Regions from separate parts of the Oryctolagus cuniculus genome. Here region 1 is linked to region 2. A link is a contact called in public Hi-C data. All regions are on one chromosome and are shown on one strand. The core of a region is the stretch at or near the end of the contact, and the rest is flanking DNA. Distances in the headings are between cores, read along the strand shown.

What was found. Hi-C and Micro-C count contacts between places; a contact is called where the count stands out from the background.
Region 1: a contact with region 2 is called in a Hi-C map of embryonic fibroblasts, with 3 times the contacts expected there. The contact joins two enhancer-like sites. A contact is called at or near these places in 4 of 6 Hi-C or Micro-C datasets (ear pinna, embryonic fibroblasts, psoas muscle and 1 more).

The regions. Positions count from the first base shown.
Region 1 is chr10:20,607,678-20,612,678 of mOryCun1.1, reverse strand. ATP8B1 (ATPase phospholipid transporting 8B1) reads right to left here. Exons shown (of 28, transcript XM_002713627.5): 7 at 1,089-1,161; 8 at 897-967. Among named protein-coding and RNA genes, the nearest start is that of ATP8B1, 85 kb to the right of the region's middle. Within about 2 kb of position 1,343, at least 1 of the 8 cell types and tissues checked has an H3K27ac peak or open chromatin away from gene starts, as enhancers often do.
Region 2 is chr10:20,439,604-20,444,544 of mOryCun1.1, reverse strand. No RefSeq gene overlaps it. Among named protein-coding and RNA genes, the nearest start is that of ATP8B1, 84 kb to the left of the region's middle. Within about 2 kb of position 1,639, at least 1 of the 8 cell types and tissues checked has an H3K27ac peak or open chromatin away from gene starts, as enhancers often do.

The DNA of each region.
Region 1 (5,001 bases), core at 94-2,593, 170 kb before region 2:
GCATGCAGGGGCAGGCAGGGACACACTCTCCCAAGGACAGCCTTTGACAGGCTCCACAAACACCCACTCGGGAAGTCCCATGATCTGAGGAGTTCTGACAGGCATGTGAGGATTTCCTATCTTTGTGAAGCCACAGACTGTCTCACTGATGGCAATGATAGCTGTCTTATACTTGAGATCGAGTCATCAGCAGGTGGCTCCCTAGGCAGGCAAGACCTTGCTTTCACCTACATGGTTTCAGCTGTCTGCCCAGCAGCAGGTGCAAGTGTGGCGTGCAGGAAGCAGAACAGGGAGCAGGGTCCTGCCCGCCTCTTACTGGGGATCGTGGGCAGGCAGCTGCACCTGCAGGGCGCCCTCTCCTCCTGGGCCATGTTGAGGTAGAAACAACACTTGCTGCATGATATTTTCAGAAGATTTAAATAAACTAACACGTAAAGGGTCTACCATTTCAGAAGCACTCAATCGATGTGTTGAGAACTGGTCAAAACCAGAATCTTATCCTTGCTTTGCCGGTAGCATAATAACCAAAACCAACAAAGAAACAATGTAAAATTGCCTACTGGCAAAGACCTGAAAATCTGCTCTGTTCTGTGAAGCAGACAATAGGATCGTCAGTCATTCTTGCTGCTTTGTAGTTATTCCAAGTGGTTTGGAGCAGGCTCCAGCCTACACCCTCCTGATTGATCTTGCACCTTCCCAGAGAGGCGCAGAAAGGCAAGCTTAAGCACTCCCTGTGATGGAAGGGGAAGTCAGTCACCCAGACACCACTGGGCAGCCGCCAGGGGGCAGAGGCAAGGGTGGATCTCAGGGCTTCTTGTCTGGAGTGAGCAGATTTCAACATCATGAATGCTCCTACAAAGGCCGGCTTTCAAACGGGCTTTCAGAGACACACTCACCCGTCCAGTTCCGCTGTTTCCACGTAGCAGAGGCTGTTGGGCTCAGAGCTGGACAGCAGCAGAATGTCAGCCTGTGCAAGACAGAACACACCAGTAACACAGAGACCCCTGGGGCCAGCCGGGCACGGGGCCAGCCGGGCACTGGGCCAGGGGGAGGACGAGGAGTGGAAGAGGTGGCGCTTGTGCACTTACGGGAACAAAATCATTCTTTTTCAGGCGGATGACGTCTCCAACTTGAATATCTTTCCACTTGGCAACTTTGAACCTAAGTATTACAAGTAATAATAGTTGTTTGGTTTTTAAAAGCATTTATTTATTTTCATCTACTTGAAAGGTAGAGTCACACACACACACACACACACACAGATTGATTGGTTCACTTTTCTGGCTCACTCCCCAAATGTCTGCAGCAGCCAAGGCTGGGCCAAGCTGAAACCAGGAGCCCGGAACTCCATCCAGGTCTCCCATGTGGGTGGCAGAAGATCGAACGCTTGAGCCATAATCTGCATTAGTAGGAAGTTGAATTGGAAGTGGAGTAGCCGGGACTCAAACCGGGCACTCCAATATGGGAGTAGGTTAAGCTATGCCTTAACCTACAATGCCCACCCCTTGAATGTTTTTCTAAGTTACAGGTCAGAGAATGATTGTTCTTTATGGTTGTCAAAGATTCTGGAAAATGTGTAAGTCACAGGGAAAAATTTGCTCTAAGTTCACTGTTTTTCCTTTTAATAATGGAACTTTATTAAGTGGTTATAATAATCATAATTTCTGGGGCCAGCACTGTGGCATAGTGGGTAAAGCTGCTGCCTGCAGTGCCAGCATCTCACATGGGCACCGATTGGAGTCCCAGCTGCTCCACTTCCTATCCAGCTCTCTCCTACGGCCTGGGAAATCAGTAGAAGATGGCCCAAGTCCTTGGACCCCTGCACCTATGTGAGAGACCCAGAAGAAGCTCCTGGCTCCTGGTTTTGAATCAACACAGCTCCAGCTATTACAGCAAACCGGGGAGTGAACTAGCAGATGGAAGACCTCTCTCTCTCTCTGCCTCTCCTCTCTTTGTAATTCTGACTTTCAAATAAATAATATTTTACAAAAAAGAATCATGATTCCTTAGCAACAATGACAGCAATGATATTTAAAAAGGTGTTTTTTTGGGCCGGCGCCGCGGCTCACTAGGCTAATCCTCCGCCTAGCGGCGCCGGCACACCGGGTTCTAGTCCCGGTCGGGGCGCCGGATTCTGTCCCGGTTGCCCCTCTTCCAGGCCAGCTCTCTGCTGTGGCCAGGGAGTGCAGTGGAGGATGGCCCAGGTGCTTGGGCCCTGCACCCCATGGGAGACCAGGAAAAGCACCAGGCTCCTGGCTCCTGCCATCGGATCAGCGCGGTGCGCCGGCCGCAGCGCACCGGCCGCGGCGGCCATTGGAGGGTGAACCAACGGCAAAGGAAGACCTTTCTCTCTGTCTCTCTCTCTCACTGTCCACTCTGCCTGTCAAAAATAAAAAAAAAAATAAAAAAAAATTAAAAAAAAAGGTGTGTTTTTTTTTTTCAATTGACACACAATATGAGAAAACTTCAAAAACTTTACGGAAAACAGAATTAAAAGATGTTTACTGGGACCAGTGCTGTGATTTACCGAGTAAAGCTGCCTCCTGCTGCGCAAGCACCCCCCCTCCCCCCATAAGGGCGCTGGTTCGTGTCTCAGTTGCTCCACTTCGGGTCCAGCTCCCTGCTAATGTGCCTGAGAAAGCAGTGGAAGATGGCCCAAGAGCTAGGGCCCCTGCACCCGTGTAAGAGACCTGGAAGAAGCTCCTGGCTCTTGCCTTTGGATAGACACAGCTCTGGCCATTTGGGGAGTGAATCAGCAGATGGAAGATCTGCCTTTCTCTTTAAATTCCAAATAAATAAATTAATTTTATTCGGGAAGGAAGTGGCAGCCTCAGCCCTGGTATGTGGCATGGCTCAGCCACTGTGCTGGGCATGCAGGGGCAGGCAGGGACACACTCTCCCAAGGACGGCCTTTGACAGGCCCCACAAACACCCACTCGGGAAGTCCCATGAACTGGGGAGTTGGCCTGTGGTTCAAGTTCACTGTTCTGTTCTGACAGGCTCCTGGCTTCAGCCTGGCCCAGCTCTGGCCATTGCAACCATCTGGGGAGTGAACCAGCAGATGGAAGACCTCTCTCTGTGTCTCTTCTCCTATCTCTAGCTCTGACTTTCAAATAAATAAATAAAATCTAAGCAAAAATACAGGTTTATTTTAGTGCAAAAAATTTGAAATGCATGCATTGTAGTGTTCTCAAAAAGTTCATAGAAAAATGCATGTTATGAAAAAAACTATGTTTGGATTTCAAATTTTGTTGTACCAAAATTAATGTTATCTTAATTCCATTTGTCTCCCATTCATTTATGAACAAAATAGATTTAAAATATCTGCTTGTGCTCCAGTTTCTCCTATAAGAATTTAGCACACAATTCTGAACCCCAGGATTAAAAAAAATTGGCTTATTTTTTCAATAAAAGACATTGTAGCTGTTTTGCATTTCAGTACCTCTAAAATTGTCAATTAGGAATTTGTGCGTGAGTTTCACATTGCAAATGGATGAGTCAACCCTTTCTCGTCATAGCTTTTTGGGGGTACTGTGACATTCCAACGTCCCTGAGAAGGTCCTCTGTGTCCTGCCCCACTGATGGCCAAGCTCTAAATGGTCTGATCCACCATAGGGTTGCTGGGGCCACAGCCCTGCGGGACATGGACCCCAACTCCCAAATCCAAGGCAACTCAAACCAGTCTTCTTTGGCTAGGTCAGCCACTTGGAGGCTAAACCGAGCCTCCCACCACCAGTCACAGTGTTGAGTAAATGAGAGGAAAGTGGCCTCTGGAATAGAAGCCATTCACCTGCAAGGGAAAAAGCCTTGCAAATAGATATTTATAGGTTGGTGCCATTTATTTATGCATTAGACACTGGGGGAAGTGTGACAGTAAATCAGGTTATTTTCCTTTGTGTTGACATTTCAAAAGTGTTTGAATTGGGTTTTAGTCATTTTCAGCACCTGAGTTTGCAGTTTGACCTTGAAGCTTTTGCTCAAAAATGCACTCATTACTGATGACTGAGCTGGTACTTTGCTCACAATTGACATTAATTTCACACATTCATTAAGCATTTTCTGCACGAGGAATGCAGAATAGTGCCCGTGAGACACCCACACAGATGATTCTAATAAAATGCACATCAAAATAAAAAAGACGAGAGGGGCCAGTGCTGTGGCATAGCGGGTAAAGCTGCCACCTACAGTGCCAGCATCCCGTATGGGCTCCAGTTCAAGTCCTGGCTGCTCCTCTTCTGATCCAGCTCTCTGCTATGGCCTGGGAAAGCAGCAAAAGATGGCCCAAGTGCTTGGGCCCTTGCACCTGCATGGGAAGACCCAGAGGAAGCTCCTGGCTCCTGGCTTCAGATTGGCACAGCTCTGGCTGTTGTGGCCAATTGGGGAGTGAACCAGCAGATGGAAGACCTCTGTCTCTCTCTGCCTCTCCTCTCTCTGTGTAACTCTGACTTTCAAATAAATAAATCTTAAAAAAAAAGAGAGAGAGAGAAAATTCCTCTGAAAATGCAGGGAATAGCTGGAGCACTGGGGAGGTGTCTAAACATAGAGTAGCCCCCCAATCCATGGGGAGACACCCCAAGGCCCCCCTGTGGATGCCTGGAAACACAGTACTAAACCTGTAGTTTTGGGTCTGTCCTACACATACATATCTATAAAAAAGCTTAATTTATAAATTTGGCACAGTACAGACTACTAATAACTAATGATAATAGAACAATTTTAACAATACACTCTAACACAAGTTACGTGAATATGGTCTCTCTCTGAAAATATCTTTTTGTACTGTCTTCACCGCTCTTGGGTTGATGGGAGATAACCTCCCGTGGAAGCCCTCCACAGGTTTTCTTTCTCATACAGGAGTTGCCTTATCACTACTCTCGTGCCTTGGGGCCATGATGAGCAAAGTTAGGGCGACTGGAGCACAAAAACTCTGATTCCAGGAAGGTTCACCTGATAACCAAGGTAGTCACAGAATGACTAATGGGTGGGTAGTGTATACAGTGG
Region 2 (4,941 bases), core at 390-2,889:
CTTGAGAGTATCTCCAGGTTGCTGGACACTTGGAGGTGCTGGGTGGGTGGTGCACCCAGGGGGGACTGGGAGCACACCCTCCTCCCCCAGGCCTGGCCCTCTGTGTCTCTGCCCTCTGACTGCTCCTGCATCACGTTATACCCTTCTGCAACAAACAGGGGTCCTAGCAGGTGACGTGTTTCCCTGAGTTCTGTGAGCCATTCCAGCCAATGGGAACTGGGGGAACCTCTGAGTCACAGCCGGTTAGTTGGGAGTGCAGAGGACAACCTGGACTTGCAATTGGGGGGCAGCCTCATGGAACTGAACTTTCAACACGTGAGGTCTGCATGGATTTTAGGTAGATGGTGTTGGAACCGAACTGTAGGACACCCAGTTGGTACAGAGGACTTGAGCATTGCTTGGTGTGGGAAAACCAACACGTGTGGTGTTGGCACTGACATGTTGGAAGTAGAAAAGAAAGCCCAGTGAGCTTTTCCTAGGCAGAGGCTAAGAGGATACAAATCAGTAAAGAAAGGGGCAGGGCCGGCGCCGTGGCTCACTAGGCTAATCCTCTGCCTAGTGGCACTGGCACACCAGGTTCTAGTCCCGGTCGGGGCGCCGGATTCTGTCCCGGTTGCCCCTCTTCCAGGCCAGCTCTCTGCTGTGGCCAGGGAGTGCAGTGGAGGATGGCCCGAGTGCTTGGGCCCTGCACCCCATGGGAGACCAGGAGAAGCACCTGGCTCCTGGCTTCGGATCAGCGCAGTGCGCCGGCCGCAGCAGCCGTTGGAGAGTGAACCAATGGCAAAAGGAAGACCTTTCTCTCTGTCTCTCTCTCACTATCCACTCTGCCTGTCAAAAAGAAAAAAGAAAAAAAGAAAGGGGCAGGCAGCAGGCAAGCTCCAACTTCAATCACGTCTCGCACTTGCCCGGGGAACAAGCTTTCGGGAAGTGCACAGAAAGATGCAGTGGGTTGAACAGTGCCCCCCGCCCCCCCAAGCAATACAACCGCATCCTGATCCCTGAAAGCTGTGAGCATAACCCTGCTTGGAAAACAGGTCTGTGTGGATGCAAGTGAAGGGTCCTGAGATGACCCCATCCGGAGTTCTCCTGTGGGTTCAAAACCCCATGAGAGTGTCGGAAAGGTAAGGGGAGATTTCAGACAAAGAGGAGGAGACCCTCAAAGATGGAGGAGAGCTGAGGGCGATGCAACAAGGCAAAGGATACCGGAACTGGGAAACTGGAAGGGGTAAGGAGGGATTCTCACCGGCAGCTCCCAGAGGACTCCTGGTTTTGCCGGCGGCTTGATTCAGAACCTCTGGCCCCAGTGCTGTGAGGGAATCAGTCTTTCAAGGCACCCCGTATGTGCTACTTTGTCACAGCAGCCACTGACACTAACACAAGGTGCATTGTTGTGTCCCTGCGGAGCCCTTCTCAGAGTCTGAAGGATCTGCCCAGAGAAGGAGGAAGCCACATCTCAGCTGCCTGCCTGTGTCAGACCCGCGGGGAAAGAGTGAGGCTTAGTAAGCAGTGGACAAGCTTGAACACGTGATGGGGGAGTTAATCTGTCACTAGGTGAAGGATAATACCTGGGTGAGCAAGAAGCATCCTGAGCTCATAACAGACAAGGAGGCCTGACAGACCGAGAGCCTCACTGACAGGCCGGGCACCTACCCAGCAGCCCGAGGGGAGGGAATCCACCTGCAGCGGCGCCATCTTGGATCCCTGTGAGGCGGGAACTGGCCCAGCAGTCGCTCAGTGCACACGGCTGGGAGCCTGCCTGGGGCCTTCCTGTCTGCCTGAGGAGAGACTTTGTCTTCCCTGGCTCTCGGTTCCCAAAGCAGGCCAAAATGATGATGCTCCAGCTCAGAGAGTACTGCTGTGAGCTAATTAGTCATGGCTGTGACACATGAAACTTTTTTTATATCGTCCCCAGTGTGGTTTTTCATAGCATCATAAATACACAGACAACCCAAGAAGCTGTCGATGTGATGGTTTCCCTGCTTCTGCCAAATTAGCCTGGAATACGCCATGGTAACAGACAACACCCGAATCTCAGTGGCTTAACACAATAAAGGTTGCCATGGGCTGAGCTGTGTCCCCTCAAAAACCCTTGTGTTGCAGTCCTGACCCCCAGTACCTCAGAACAGGACCACATTTGGAGATGGAGTTGTTAAGAGGTAATTAAGTTAAAACGAGGTCGTTGGGCAGGCTCCTATCTAATGTGTGCCCATGTAAGAAGCGAAAACATGGGCCGGCGCCGCAGCTCACTAGGCTAATCCTCCGCCTTGCGGTGCCGGCACACCGGGTTCTAGTCCTGGTCAGGGTGCCGGATTCTGTCCCGGTTGCCCCTCTTCCAGGCCAGCTCTCTGCTGTGGCCCGGGAGTGCAGTGGAGGATGGCCCAAGTGCTTGGGTCCTGCACCCCATGGGAGACCAGGAGAAGTACCTGGCTCCTGCCATCGGATCAGCGCGGTGCGCCAGCCGCAGTGTCCATTGGAGGGTGAACCAACGGTGCGCCAGCCGCAGTGTCCATTGGAGGGTGAACCAACGGCAAAGGAAGACCTTTCTCTCTGTGTCTCTCTCTCTCTCACTGTCCACTCTGCCTGTCAAAAAAAAAAAAAAAAAGGCAAAAACATGGACACAGAGGCAGAGGAGGGTGATGTGATGTGAAGATACAGAGCGAAGGAGAACAAGGCAAGCCGAGGAGCAGCTGAGCTCTCCCTGCTGTTCAGAGGGAACCAGCACTGCCCACACTGACCTCGGATTTCTAACCTCCAGCCCAGGGAAGCAGAGAGTTGTTGGAGCCTCCTGTCCTGTGCTACTTAGCTGACAACAGCCCTAGCTCTGGCAACTAACTGGCTGGAGCGGGGATAGACCTCTGTCTGTTTTGGACACGGATCTCGCTCAGGTTCCCAAAACAGGATCATGTTCTAGGTTCCAGATCTTAATAAGTGCTTAGTATTTGTTAAAGTTTGTTGAATTGATACTATAAGGACATAATCAAGGTCCACGCTATATATCTGTGGCATGTGGATTTCTTCAAAGTCCTATCTTCAAATGATTTGTCTGCAATTCTAATTGTTAAGTGGGGGGAACTCTGCTGAGTCCTAGTGGAATGATGGTGCTGACCTTTTCCTTGTCTTGTAGCAGACGATCCAAGCTTATTGGGAGTCTCTGGTTATAAAGTAAGAAAAACTCAATCTGATCCAGTGTAGAGAAGAGGAGGACTTTTTTTAAGGAGTTGGACAATCAAGTCATGATAAGGGTAGGTCTTTCTGGGCTTCAGAAACAACTAGAATAGAGATTTGAGTGACACCAGGGCCACTCAATCTCTCTCTCCTCTTCTCCACCAGTCCCCCCTGTTCCTTCCATCTGTGCCTCCCCTTCACAGGAACTTCCTTCCCTCCCTACTAAATGTCCTACTGTGTGTTGGCTTCCTCTGTACTGCTGGGACCTGGCTACTGGATCCTTTCCTTAGCTCCACTTTGGAAAACCCTGGAGAAGCCTTTAGATGCAGTGGGGTGGGTGCTCCCTCTGGCCCAGCCAAGGGTGGCCAATAGACTGAATACCCTTGCCAGCTTGGTCAGATGTTTACTCTGACTCTTTTGGCTGCCGTTCCATTAACAGTGGCCAGGGGAAGAGCTGTGTGGCAGGGTGGCCAGTGGGCACTGTCTTTCAGTATTCATTGAAAGAGAATCTAGGACCCCACCACCACCAATTTGTGCTCACACACAGATAACCCTTTTTTCTTAGATTCCTGCTCCTGCCTCATAGTTGATTCCTTGACCACACATCATGGTCAATGCTCAGAATTACCCTTGTTGTATCTCATGCTGATCTCTGTCATGAAATCTCCTGAACTCCTACAAGTGCTCATTCTACCAGAAAGCCAGACCACCCTCCACAGGTCAGAGCCCATGCCCATCACAGGCTGGACAGGGTCTAGGACTGGGAGGGCACAGCCCAGCACCCAGAAGACCTTGACCTTGATCCAGAGCCCTGGAGCAGACACCTGGGCACGAACCATCACTTGATCTCACCTCTTCAGCTGGAACCTATAGTCTGAAGTCAGTCCTAATTACACCCTTGATGAATTTTCTCATCATTCTCCCTTCTTTCCCTTGGGTACACTTGTCACAGCTGAATCCAAGCTTTACTGTGCACAGGGTGGTTTATGTCCCTGCCCCCACCCCTGCTCACCACTTAGCATAAGGGCAGGCTTTTCCTCATACCATATACCCAACATCTAATACATTACCTGGAATAGATCAGGCACTCAAGTGAAATGAGGAATGAATACGTGAACAGGCCACTGAGTAACCAGGGCCTGCAGAAGTATAGCAGGGGGATCTGAACTAGAGAAGGAGTTGGGAAAGGCATCCCTAAGGATGACACTGAGATGGGGACCTGATACTTTGATGAGAAGCATCTGGAAGAGACAGGCACAAGTCTCCAAGTAGCCGGGAGCAGCAAGGGGTAAGTCCCCTGGGCAGAGAAATGATAGTATTCAGACCTAGAATTTGACTCTCCAGACACCCTATTGCAGCCAGTAGCGTCCCTGGCTTGGTTCTGTTTGGAGAGATTTTAGTAGATTAATGGTTTTTCTGCTCCAATGTGGTTAAAATTATCACTCAAATGCTTGCACCACATCAGAAGATTCTTAATATTTAATATTCCATTGACTCTCAGGAGGAAACTAAAATTGCCTATTAGTCACTTGGTAGCTGGTACCAAACAATGACGGCCAGCCCGTGTGCGTGTGTGTGTGTGTGTGTGTGTAGGGTGGATAACCAGAAATGCAGAATGGCTTAGAAGTGTTGAGAAAATAAACAAGTCAAAAGATTAGGAAGGAAGAAAAGCAATGAGTCATTTGTTTGAATTATTTGATTGATTCAGAATAGACTAAACACCACACATGGGTAGAGTTGATGCTCTTAAAACCCCAAAGAAAGCCCTGTATCCAT